Linked DNA regions of Sus scrofa: region 2 is linked to region 1. The links are chromatin contacts, called in public promoter capture Hi-C maps. All regions are on one chromosome and are shown on one strand. Each heading gives the region's core, a stretch centred on a gene start, on an enhancer-like site or on the middle of the called end of the contact. The rest is flanking DNA. Distances are from core to core; before and after follow the strand shown.

The links. Promoter capture Hi-C pulls out the DNA fragments that hold promoters and counts their contacts.
Region 2: a promoter capture Hi-C map of fetal liver shows a contact between it and region 1, with 2.3 times the contacts expected there. The contact joins the promoter of RAB42 here to the promoter of EYA3 in region 1. A contact is called at or near these places in 1 of 5 promoter capture datasets (fetal liver) and 1 of 47 Hi-C or Micro-C datasets (embryonic fibroblasts).

Annotation. Positions count from the first base shown.
Region 1 is chr6:85,184,588-85,187,143 of Sscrofa11.1, forward strand. It overlaps EYA3 (eyes absent homolog 3), which reads right to left and starts at 1,269. Exons shown (of 18, transcript XM_021095661.1): 1 at 1,113-1,269.
Region 2 is chr6:85,601,768-85,604,323 of Sscrofa11.1, forward strand. It overlaps RAB42 (putative Ras-related protein Rab-42), which reads left to right and starts at 1,272. Exons shown (of 2, transcript XM_003356245.4): 1 at 1,272-1,591. The coding sequence starts at 1,353.

The sequences.
Region 1 (2,556 bases), core at 19-2,518:
AGGAAACTTGTCAATACAGTAAAAATAAAGAAACAATGTATAAAGAGGCTGGATAAAGACACACATACACAATAAATTCAACTAAAGAATATGAAGTTTGAAATTACTATGCCGAACTCGTTGGCAGAAAAATTTTCAGTAACAGCACAGTGAAATTTCTGAAAATGAACTTACAAATCTGGGGCTAACAATCTCCCAAAAATCTGTCCTGTCACAGCAACTATTCTATTAAGTAAAGCCCATGCAGAAAACAGAGCTGATCGCCCCAGAACATACGCATTTTGGCCTCAGCTGTGCATATCCATTCTCATGGGATAGAGAACACGAAAATGACAGGACGTCCTCAGGACCTGTCAATTTAACAGGAGTACACAAATCCAATTGCCAGCAGTTCTGTGTGCCTGCCACCTGTTAGCCTGCGGTAGCGAAAGCCCCCGAAAGTGTGCTCCAAGGAAGAACTGGGAACGCCTTTGTTGCTCCCTAACTACTGAAGCTACAGTAGTCTGCCTCAGCACTTTAAAGAAAACTTACACCAGGTCGGGTAAAATTGCCTAGATCGGGGCTTGGGCAAAGGAAGAAAAGGCGGGAGAACACCAGGTGAAGCGCAAATGTCACCTAACCGTCCCGGGAGGGGGAAAGTTGGGGGACCAGGAGCTAGGACCCTAGAGAGAGACTTGCTGTTTCGCACTGGAGCAGGGTGTGCACAACGAGGAGATGGGCCGTCCTGCTGGGTTGAAAGAACAGCGAGATCCCGGGATTAGAGGCTGGGGAAGAGAGGTGCTAAAGTGAGAGCAGGGTCAAAACCTAGAGGCAGTAGCTCAGGGACCAGCTGAGGCGAAAGGCAAGAAACAAGGGCTTTTAAAGGGTGGATGAGGCGCAGGGAAAACAACCAGACGAGAGGTAAAGCGGCAACGAAACAATCTCAGCTGAGGTGAAAGAGGCGAGGCCAGCGTGGGGGAAAGAAACGAAATGAGCTCAGGAAGCACTGCAGGGACAAGGGACAGGCAAAGAGAACCCCCACCCACAGAGACCGGGACACTACTCTTGACCCGTCCCTCTACAGGCTGTACTCGACCGGCCGCACTCAGACCCTGTCGGTAGCGAAGACTCACCCAAAGGCTGCAGAGGCCCCACAGCAGGACATGGGGACTGGTCCAGACTCACAGGAGAACCAAGCGGCTGGAGGAAACGGCGGCGTTAGTGTGACCCGGAGGCGCATCCCTAGGAACCGGAAGTCGGCGGCTAGGGTCGTCTCACAAGCCACACCTCGTTCCACCCAAATCCTTTGGGCGCATGTGTCAGGCCTCACGGGGCGGGGCGGAGAAGAGCCTTGACCCCGCCCAGTCGACCGTCTTGGTAGCCCCGCTTCTGGTTCCGCCCGCGCCTCGGAGGTGTTTGGTGCGGGTAGGCTGGTATTTAGAACGCCCAGGCCCTGGTGCCGCTGGGCTACAAGCCGCCCCGATTGAAAAATACACAGCACTCATTTTTCAAGTTCTTTTGAAATGCGTGTAATCCCTGTCTCTCTAAAACGAAAGTGAAATGTTGGATGTATTTGGGAGGAAGAATGGCTGGGAAGTTCTGAAAGGCACTGGGAGGGGAGGTTTGCCCAAGGTGATTTTTTATTCCCAGTAGTAGTTTATTCTTAATAGTGTGTTGAGCTTACAATTAATTTCTCTTTCGGACACAGTATTTTAGTTAATAATTTTATCAGAAACAAGATTTTTAAATGCTTCATTAAGTTACTACCCCAGTATGGACAAGGAGCAGAGTTGAATTCAGGTTTTCTAAGGACTTGAAGTTTATTCAGTTGGAGGGCTCTCTTTAAGGAAATCCACAATTACAAGTACAATATTAGGTATAAAAATGAATCTTTACTGTGAGAAAAGAAATCACAAATTACAAGTTTTTTAAATTTCACAAATACAAAATCCAGAAAAACTAAACACTTTTAGTTGTTACACCTCCTAGGTACTTCTTTTCTTATGTTTTTTGATTTATGTCTTTTATCTTCTTAGATCACTTCTCTTTGTGACAATTTACTAAGTAATTTCATTTACTGAGATCCTTGACTCCTCTCTCTCCCTCACACCCTACATCTAATTCATCAGAAATTCTGCAGGATCTGCCTTCAAAATCTGTCCAGATTGCAACCATTTACTGCCTCTGTTGGTACAAGCCACAGTCAGTGTATGACCATTTACTCTTTTTATACCCTTGCCCTTCCAGGACAGCACCAGTCGGCTCCTGTTAAAACCTTAATCAGGGTGTTTCCGTTGTGGCTCAGTGGTTAACCAATACAACTAGGAACCATGACGTTGCGGGTTCAATCCCTGGCCTCACTCAGTGGGTTAAGGATCTGGCATTGCTGTGAGCTGTAGTGTAGGTCGTAGATGTGGCTTGGATCTCGAGTTGCTGTGGCTGTGGTATAGGCTGGTGGCTACAGTTCTGATTAGACCCCTAGCCTGGGACCCTCTATATGCCGCAGGTGTGGCCCTAGAAAAAGGCAAAAAGACAAAAAAACAAAACAAAACAAGACCCCTTAATCAGATCAGCTCC
Region 2 (2,556 bases), core at 22-2,521, 420 kb after region 1:
CTAGTGATTTTAGATTGGTTACTTAACTTCTCTGAGCCTCAGTTTCCTCATCTGTAAAAAACTGGGCAGACTAACATCTACTCACAAGGTTATATAAGGAGGAAATGTGATGATGTGACGGTTTGTTTTAGGGAGAACTGCTCCCTACTGCCAGTTTGCCAAAACAAGTTAAACTGGTAACTACCATCCACAGTGGGACAGTGGGATTAAACGTATAGACAAGCTGTTTGGGACCAGCCAGAACTCCCTGAAATCCTGAGTGTCCAGAAGATCAGACTGAAAATTATGGAGTGGATCTTGGATACAGATGTGGTTGCCTTCCTCTCGCCCCTAACCCAAGTGGGACCCGATGACTTTGTCTGGTCCTTTGGGAATTTGCTTTGCAGTCCCCTTTAGTGGCATCAAAGGGATAGTGAAGGGGGAAAAAAATCTAAGAAGTTCCCATGTGATGCAGTGGGTTAAGGATCCAGCATTGCCGCAGCTGTGGGGCAGGTTACAACTGCATGGGTTTGATCCCTGGCCCAGGAACTTCCACAAGTCCGAGTTCTGCTGTGACCTGAGACAAGTCACACATCTAAGCCTCCATCTCCTTAGCTCTAAAATGGACACACTACGGCCTTCTCAAAGCATTGCTGTCCCAAAGCATTAGGAACTGACCATCTGGCCTCATAAATGTTAGCTGTCCTGTCCACAGCCAATTGCCCTTCCTCTGGAATTGCAGTTGTACCCTGCCTCTTCTACCCCACTGTGTCCAGGTCCCTCTCTGGGGCCCAGCACAGGCAGGCAGGGAGGAAGCAATAGGGACTGCTGAACATTGAACCCGAACATTGAACACAAGGCCCCAGACCAGGCCAGTGGGGCTCCAGGAAAGGGGCACGTGGGTGGGGAAAGAGCACCTATAAATGATCAACTTTCTTGAGTGGTGTCTCCAGGTCCAGCAGCGGGGGCCCTACTGGGAGACTAACAGAGAGTGGGGGCTGCAGAGAGAAACCATCCCAACAATGAGAAGTGGATGCTCTGGCGCTGTTAGATTCAGGTCAGTGCAAGTCTGATTCTCCCTAGTCCTCCTCCCCACATTATCTAGTTTAATTTTTTCATCTTGTGAAGTAGGGATTATTATCCCCATTTTACAGAGGAGGAATCTGAAGTCCAGAGTGAGGAATTGACTTGCCCAGGTGTTTCCTCGGGTTTGGGTTCCTCCAGGTCCTTTTCCTTGGTGCCAAAGACGCTGGTCAGGGTGGCTGCACACGGCCCGGGGGCGGGGCCCGAGGAGGGGGCGGGGCTGGGGGCGGAGCCGCAGGGCGCGGCCCGGACAGTCGGTCTCCCGGCCGGAGGGAGCCACGACGCCGGCCATGGAGGCTGGGGGCTTCCGCTACCAGTTTCGGATCGCGCTGCTGGGGGACACGGCTGTGGGCAAGACGTCGTTGCTGCGGCGCTACGTGGCGGACGCGCCTTGGATACCAGAGCCCGAGCCGGAGCTCGAGTCGGCGCCCACGGTGGGCGTCGAGTTCTACAGCCGCACTCTACAGCTGCGGGCCGGGCCGCGCGTCAAGCTGCAGCTTTGGGACACTGCGGGCCAGGAGCGCTTCAGGTGCGCGGTGGGGGCAGGGCTGGGGCGGAGTGGGGTGGAGGTGGGGCGGGAGAGGGACCTCTGGTTGGGGCGGCTCAATGCCTGTCCCCCTGACCATGGAGGTGGTCAGTCGCAGTGGCCCAAGTAGAGATCTGGGGGTCCCCATCCTGGATCTGAGTCCTTCACTTTTTTTTTTTTTTTTTCTCTTAGGGCCACACCCCCGTCATATGGAGGTTCCCAGGCTAGGGGTTGAATCGGAGCTGTAGCTGTTGACCTAGGCTATAGCCACAGCCACAGCAACACAGGATCCGACCTACACCACAGATCGCGGCAGTGCGAGATCCTTAACCCACTGAGTGAGGCCAGGGATCAAACCCATGTCCTCCACGGGAGTTCCTATAAGTCCTTCACTCTTGAGCCATTCATCCTGCAAACACAGCCTCTGAGCCCAATACCTGAGACCTGGTGCCCTGCCCCAGAGGAAAGTTTTGACATTGAATTTGGAGGGATGAATGACCTGGGTGTTGAAAAGCCCATAGGAGCAGAGAGAGGGAGGTGTCAAGGAGATGCGAAAGGAAGAGAGATTTGTGTTGGCGATACAGGATGCATAGGAGTTTGCCAGCCAGAGAATGGGGAAACAAAACCTGCAATCGGAAAAACATCAAGAATGCAGAAATGGTCAGGAGAGTATGGAAATCAAAACCGCTCCTTTAGAGTTCCCATCATGGCTCACTGGAAATGAATCTGACTAGCATCCACGAGGACATAGGTTCGATCCCTGGCCTTGGTCAGTGGGTTAAGGATCCAGCGCTGCCATGAGCTGTGGTGTAGGTCACAGACATGGGGGGGATCTGGTGTTGCTGTGTCTGTGGTGTAGGCTGGTGACTACAGCTTTGATTTGACACCTCGCCTGGGAACCTCCATGTGCTGCAAGGGCAGCCCTAAAAAGGAAAAAAAAAAAAAAAAAAAAAAAAAAAAACCCTGCT